Linked DNA regions of Ovis aries: region 1 is linked to region 2. The links are chromatin contacts, called in public Hi-C maps. All regions are on one chromosome and are shown on one strand. The core of a region is the stretch at or near the end of the contact, and the rest is flanking DNA. Distances in the headings are between cores, read along the strand shown.

What was found. A called contact is a pair of places that touch in the nucleus more often than the background predicts.
Region 1: a Hi-C map of muscle shows a contact between it and region 2, with 2.4 times the contacts expected there. The contact joins the enhancer-like site here to the promoter of CASZ1 in region 2. A contact is called at or near these places in 2 of 16 Hi-C or Micro-C datasets (muscle and tail adipose tissue).

The regions. Positions count from the first base shown.
Region 1 is chr12:42,169,051-42,172,890 of ARS-UI_Ramb_v3.0, forward strand. The region is part of intron 4 of CASZ1 (castor zinc finger 1); the gene reads left to right. Among named protein-coding and RNA genes, the nearest start is that of CASZ1, 110 kb to the left of the region's middle. Within about 2 kb of position 2,386, at least 16 of the 54 cell types and tissues checked have an H3K27ac peak or open chromatin away from gene starts, as enhancers often do. A contact at or near this core is called in muscle, where this site is marked.
Region 2 is chr12:42,062,792-42,066,464 of ARS-UI_Ramb_v3.0, forward strand. CASZ1 (castor zinc finger 1) reads left to right here and starts at 1,689. Exons shown (of 21, transcript XM_042257266.2): 1 at 1,689-1,841.

The sequences.
Region 1 (3,840 bases), core at 1,136-3,635, 110 kb after region 2:
CCATGACATTGGTGTGTCAGAGCAGCACTCAGACTACTGTGCCCTCCCCCAGGAGGCCAAGGCCAGGAGCCCTGCCTTCTGCTGCTGCTGCTACTCATAATGGTAACCATTAAAGTTAGCTCGGCAACCATGTCTCCTCCAGCGCACAGTCCAGGGTCGGCCCCGTGCCTTCCCACCGTTAGTGCTGGTGGAATGGCTTGATTGATGTGCCTCTCCAGGTTCTGAGTGGGGGCAGCGGGAGGCGGGCAGGAAACACTTGGCTGATTGCCTTGGGACCTGAGCTTTGGCTCCTCCAGAGCTTTCTAGGCCTGGTTTACAGGAAGGAGTGGGGCTGGGATGAGGGATGACCTGAGGGGGAAAGTGGGCATGAGGATGAAGACAGGCAGCAAGTGGTTGACAGGGGTCCCATTAACTCCTAGCCATGACTGTGGTTTGGGGTGGGGAGGTCACACACCCACAGTCTGCTGCCCTGGAGGGGACCGGGGGCAGTAGCCAATGGAGGGCCCGGGACTCTTCTCTGCCTCCTCCCTTGCCTGTCTCTGTCTCCCCCAGCAGAAACCTCACCGTGGCATGTCCATCTTCTCTAGGTCCTGCCCCCCAGGCCCAGGACCCCTCCAGCTGGGTAGATGCAGTGCCTGGAGTGAGGCCAGAAAGCAGGGGTGGAGTGTACCAAGGCCCACCCCAGCCTCTCTGCCCCTGGCATGGTGGTTTCAGCTGCTCCTGCACTGGCTCTGGGGTCTGTTCTTAGCTTCCCGCGGGGTCCCTCCTGGGGCCTCTTCTGGCCAGTGCTGAGGGGTTAAGGAGTCCTCCTTACTGTCGAGAAGGCCCTCTCATGTTGCCTTCCACCCAGAGGTTTTGTGGGAACAAGTTGGCCCAGGGGAGGCACAGACACATGGCTTGGCTCCAAAGACCAGGGGTTCTCGGAGGAGACCTTCCCAAGTTGAACTTTGGCCTAAGTTGGCTTTTTCTTCTAGAGCTTTCTCCAAGAACTCAGGGACCCCAGGTTGGGATGGGGAACGATGAGGCATGAGAGCCAGAGATGCACTAGATAGGAAACTCCAGCCCAGTGAGAAAGTCAGAGGCATCCAGGAGGTCAGTGGGGACAGAATTCTAGAGCTTTGTGTCACCAGGCAGTGCATCTCCTCCTGGGCAATGATCTTCATCACCTCTAGGCCCATGCCTTCCTCCTTGCCACCCCTTCAGCGCAAGAGCGCAGGGCCCAAGGCCAGCCAGGAGAGCTGCCTGGGAGATAGGGGAGCCCGAGGAACCGACGGGACAGGTGCCACACTGTCCAGCAGGGGGCGCCCCCTGTATCTGCCCCAGTTCAGGGACAGGGACGTTGGTCCCCAGTCTGGTCCAAGCCTTCCAGCCATGGATGGGGGAGGAGGAGCCTACCCTCCCCACCCCCCAGAGGTTCCTTGGCTGAGTTTGTTTTGCCAGGGTGACCTGTTTAATCATCTCATTTTCTGGTGGCCGTTTATTCCTCGTTTCCACGGTTACGGCCCCATTAAGGGGAGAAGCAATAAGGCAGCGAGTCAAACAGGTAATAAAAACATTAAAGCCCATGTGCACTGAGGGAGGGCGGGCGGGTGGGCAGGAACTCAGCGAGGTGAGACGGCCCAGGGAGAAGCAGAGGTGAGAGGCCGCCTGGCCTCGTCCCCCAGAGGCCCCCAAGAGAGCTCCTGGCGGGGGAAACAGAGGGCCGCTGCCCACACCCCTGCCTCTGGGCCGTGCCCTTCGGGGGCCAAGACCCAGTGCTCATGTAGAGTCATCCCCAGCCCTTGGTCCCCTGGCAACAGACTCTATGTCGGGAAGTAAAACAGGAAGGAGAAAAGTGAGAGAGCGGGACAGAAGCCTTCCCCAGGAGCTGGTTGTGTGACCTGCTCGCAGGCCCCACCTCACCCTCCCTGGGTGGGGGTAGGGGATGATTTCTGACATTGTTTCCAGCTCTAGAACTTTTTTTCTGCCAACTTTATCAGAAAGCATATTTGTGGTGAGTGCTGCTAACAGGGCCAGTCTGGTGAGTAAATATTCCTGGTGTGGACAGCCCTGCGACCTTGAGAGGGGCGAGCCCGGCAGGGGGGCCAAGGGCAGGTAGGGCAAGGAGGCCAAGTGGCCCCGCTGCTGGGTTGGGGGTGCCTTCTGAGGATGGGTGAGGGGGCCCCCCGGGATCCAGTTTGTCCCCAGCAGCTCTGGCAGTGGCTAAGCCAGGTGACCCTCCCGTCGGGGTTGGCCCTGGAGCCCTTGTGTTTCTGCCTAGAGGCCTGGCTGGCAGGTTCTCCAGTGGCTCCATGGAGAGGCTGCCCTCTCCCCCTCCCTACCTCTCGGAAATGGCAGCTGAAAGGAAAGTCAGCCACTGAGCCCAGGGCCACGTGCCTCCCTCCCGGGGCCTCCGCCCTGGGAGGCTCCTGAGCGTCCCCGCCCCACTTGAGGTTGATGAGTGAGCAGACTGGGTCAGTGGGGCTGACCGGAGGGGAGAGGGAGAGGCTGGCCAGGAAGGGGGAGGGGGGAGCAGCGGTGCCTGTGGGTGCCAAGCCACCTGCCCTCCCTGTGGCTCTGAGGTCTGCTCAGGGCATGCTGGCTGGTGAGGACCTTATTTCTTTCTCTCTCCCATGCGCTGATCCTTTGCAAACTCACAGAGGTCTGTGTTTCCAGTTATTACTTTCAAAGTAGATTTCCGACTGGAGAGGGAGAGAGAAAAAGGTCTGGGGAATGGGGGAAACCCTCTGGCTGGGAAGTGTGTCTTGGGAACGGGCGGAGATGAGTTAATATTCCAATCAAACAATTAAAAATAGAAAATGCTCCCGCGGCATCAGCTGCTGAGGCTTTTCAACAACTGTCACCAGTGGGTTCCTGGGGCAGGTGGTGCTGGAGAGGAGCGTTTCCACACACAGCAAATATCAGACACGGTGGTGTGCCCCCCCACTTCCCTCCCAGGACCCAGGCCAGTTGTTTGGGGGCTCCCAGTCCTCCTTGAACTCCCCTCCGGGGCTGGGAGCCAGGAGTCTGTGCAGCTTCAGGGCCGCACTTCTCCCCTCCAGGGCCCGGCCACAGCGGTGAAGTCATTGCCAGATGCCTGGGTAATTGCTTTAAGAATCGAACTTAAAATAAGATGAAAACTTATATTCCTGGGTAAGGAGTAATTTTCCATTGACTAGTAAATTAATGAAAGGATTATACCAGGGGGTCTGGCTGGGAGGCTGTGCTCATCTGATAAATCCAAGTGGCTTGGACAAAACATCTCTGGATCCTGGGGCTCCCCCGAACCTCAGTCCAGACCCTGCTCCTGGCTCATCTGGGGCTCCACTCTGACCTATTGAGTTGGTGGGGGACACATTCCATGTGTGTTCAGAGTCCACCTCAACGATGAGGACCAGCTTTTCAAATCCCTGAAGTGGGAGGAGCTCAGGTCCTACCTCCCACAAGCAGCATAGCCAGGAGGTGGGGTGCTTGCCTTGACACCCGAGAAGGTGGGGCTTTGACTCCACATAGTCAGCGGCGTGGTGACCACCCGCCCTGGTTTGCCCAGGACTGGAAAAACCCATGTCCTGTGAAGCCCCTGGGGCCTGGAAGCAGGAAGATGGGCTGAGTGACACGGCCCCTCCCTCAGGGTCCTGGAGAGCCCTAGCACCTGTGGAATAGTCTCCGTCTAGGCTGGGTTACTTAAATTGCGTGTGTCAGTGTACTCAGTCATGTCTGACTCTTTTCGACCCCATGGACTAGAGCCCCTCAGGCTCTTCCGTCCCTGGGATTTCCCAGACGAGAATACTGGAGTAGATTGCCATTTCCTCCTCCAGGAGACCTGTCAGACCCAGGGACTGAACCGTGTCTCCTGTGTCT
Region 2 (3,673 bases), core at 439-2,938:
TGGTCCCTCGGTTTGTTTTGGTTTTTTTTTTTTCAGTTGGGTTGGTGGGAGAGGAAGAGGGAGCCCTCCCTTTTCACCTCACCCCAATGTCCCCCTCCCTCCTCCCAGGCTTGCCTCTGTTTCCAGCTTCCACCACCCCAGATGAGGTTCCTTCAGAGGAGACAGAAAGACATCTTGGGGGATGGGAGAGTTGGGAAGCATCCGAGGAAAAAATGGAGGGAAGAATAAATGTTTTAATAAAAGTTTGGTGGTGACTGTAGCTGTTGGGGAGTATGTGGAGGGGAGCAGTTGAGCCTTATAGTGGGAAAAGAGGGAGAGGAGAGACAAGCAAACTCCTCAGTCAGTTCCTCAGAGGCAAAGCCTCTTAGTTCATTTTTATCTCCCTGGCCTTGGGAAGGATGCACTCTTCACTGGGGCTCAGCAAATGCCTGCTGAATAAATGACTGAGTGCAGGACTGTTGTGGGAGAAGAAAGGACAGACGAGGAGAAGGGAGGGAGAAAGGACAGGAAGAAATAAGAAGGAGAGGGAACACTGGATGTCCAGGGAGCAATGACAATTACTGGCATTGATCGATCCCTGCCTTGGCCGAGTCACTTTTCCTGCATTAACTCATTTTAGCCTCTCAACCTGCCCTGGCAATAGTACTATTATTATCCCCATTTTACTGTTGAGGAAACTGAGGCACAGAGGGGTCAAATATCTTACTCAAGGTCGCCCGGCTGGTGAGTGACTGAGGTCTGACCCCAAAGTCCGAGCTGCCTACCACGTATTTACACTGTTCTAGGAGTAGAATGAGCCCAAATCAAAAGTTGGAATACCTGCCTCCCCTTGCAGATGATGCCTTGAAGTCTACGCAGCCACAAAGGTGTTGACCAGCAGGTAGCACTTCCTCCTTCTAGACTCAGCCTGGTGTGGCCACCTCAAACCACCTGGGAGGTGGGCAAGCTGGGCAAAGGGACAAAAGGGACAAAAGGGGGGTTGATCTCCAATGGAGTATGAAGGTTTCCCCTCAAAGAGGCCTTCTTTATTGCCTGGGCAGGGGAAATTAGCCTCCCAAGATACTCTTTATCTTACTGCTTTATTTTCCTCAAGATCCTTTCACTCCCTGAAATAATATTATTCATTTGTTTTAATGTACATTATCTGCAACTCTCTCCCGCCCTTCGCCCCGGGCCCCAGGTTCATTTTTCACGACCTATCTTGTTCACTTAGGGATTTATTTCTTGGACAATGGACTGAATGAAAAACTCCCTGGCAAAGAATAAGTGCAAAGCAGGTATCAAGCAGTGAGAACATCACATCCTTTTGGGTTCAGCAATTCTAACATCCTGACTTGCAGAAAAGAGCTAGTTCTTCAGTGGAAAAGTGGGAAGCACAGTGGCTCGCAAGGTTCAGAACAGGTGGAAAGTAACCTACTCCCGTCCCTCCTCTCTTGTCCCCCGGCCTCTACTCCACTCAGTCTGGGATGGAAAAGGCTTCTCCAGCCGCAAAAGGGAGACTTGCGCTCACATGCTGCTCCGCAGGCCGGGTCTAACCGCGCGCGCCAGCAGAGCTCAGCCGGGGCGGTGGGTGGGAAGAAACCGGGAGGGGAAGGTCTTGGGGTGTGAGGGTGGAGCGGAGCCCGGCCCCGCGATCCGGCCCGGGTTTTGCATGCTACCCACTCGCCCGCTCGGCCGCGGAGAATTCCATAATCACAGCGGGCGAGAGCGGAGACTGGGAGCGAAAAATCCGGGATCCGGCAACTTTGGGCAGCGCATGCGCGCCCGCGGCGCTCCATCCCAAACACACACACATTTTTCCCCCGGACTTGGAAAGTCACCCAAAGCCGCCCCAAGTGCAGGTAAGAGACTCGGCGCTCCCTCCGCCGCGCCCCCTCGACCCCCTCAGCTCCGCGGCCTTCCCGGGGTGCTTCTCCGCCTCGCCCCCTGTCAGGGTGCAGTCCCCCACCCCCGGGGCTGCCGCTTGCAGCCGGGAGCGGGCGAGCGAGCGAGCGATCGAGAGAGCCAGCCAGCCAGCCAGCCAGCCAGCCAGCCTGCGCGCGGCGGCTGCCACCCAACTCCGGCCGTGCGGGAGGCAGGGGACACGGAGGGCTGGCACCCGGGCGCAGGGCGGCGCGTCGCCCGCCGCGGCCAGGGAATGCCCAGCGCGCGATTCCGGGGAAGGAGAGGGCTGCTGCTCATGGGGTCACTTACTCCAACTGAGGGGGCGGCGGGGTAGCGGAGAAGAGGGGGAGGCGCCAGGCGCGAGTGCAGGACTTTGCAAATAGGGTGGGGGCGCCCCCCGCGGTGCGGGCTCGGGGGGGGGGGGCAGGTGCTCGCGAATACCCGGTAATCACTCCTTCCCCCTACGCTCCCCCCAGCCCCCCGAGTTGCAGGGGTTCGTGCGCTCTCCGGGGCAGAGAGGAAGGCAGGGGTGAGGGGCGCCTGGGGTGACTTTGCAAGACTTTGTTCAAGGGAAGGGGTGGGTGGGGAGCCCCTCCAACCGACTCTTGTGCCCCAATCCTGGGGTGTAAATGCTACCGGCAGAGGTAGGCAGTGTTCACTGTGGGGTGCCAAGGGGTGCCTCCTGGTTGGAAAACGAAGCCGAGAGGTTGCTTGGCTGGGGGGAACGGCGCCCCCGTTTTCATTTGTGCCTGGGAAGTTTGTCTCAAGTGCGCTGCTCCGGGCGAGGCAAGTGGCGCTCCTCACTCACCCCACCCCCACCCCAGCCTCCCCGGGTGCAGGTCTGGCATGGCTGGGCACAGGGAGCCGGGGCCCCGGCTTAGGGCCGTGTGACTGTCGGCCGGAGCCCGCCTGGGTCCCGGGAAAAGTTCGGGGGAGTTGCCGCGGTTGTCGTGTGCGCTGGGAGAGAAGTTGCGTCCGGGGACTTGGGACGCTGGGCTGGCGGGCCGGTGGGCGAGTGGAGCCGTGCACTCGTAGGGAGCTCGGCCGAGGTGGGCGAGGGTCTGGTGGGGTCTGTACCCCCTAAAGTGGGCTGAGAGTGACCTCGGGGCTCAACAGTTGGGGAAGGGGAGCCCTGAATCCAGGGGCGCACGGCTGAAATAGGCACCAGGAGGAAGACCGAGAATGGTAGCTTGTGGGAATACAGGGGGGCACCCAAGGGGAGAGGGCCGGGCCGCCTGGCCACTTGGGGTCGAGTTTCAGGGCAAAGGAGCGCGCGATGGCTGGCGGAGGAGTGTCGGGGAGCGGGGCTCCAGGGGGCGCACCGGAATGGGGGATCCGGCCGGACCAACAGTCCCGGGGCAGGGGGCTGAGTCGTGCGCTCAGGGTGAGCCGGCCGGGCGGAGCGGCGGCCGGTTTATTTTTACTCGGTGGCATTTGCAGAATGTGCAGCTGATGGCCGTCGGCCGCCAGGAAGTTTTGCTTTCTGTTCTTTCTCTCTTTCCGAAGCCAGCGCGGCCGGGAGCGGGCGGGCTGGGGAGCCGGGCCTGGGAGGGGAGGGGGCAGCCGATGGGGTGGCAAGGTACGAGGCAGGGGTGCACTGGGGCGGCGGGCGGGGGCTGGCTGGGCGAGGGCGGCGGGCAGGTTCTGGGCCGCTGCAGAGCTTTGGGGTGAATGTCTGTCCCCAGCGTTGGAAGCTCCTCGGCGAGGGGAACAGGTGTATGCGCCGTCAATCACGGCGGGAGGGACACTTCGGGGGCGTAGATTAAGATAATAATAATAGATTTTTCTC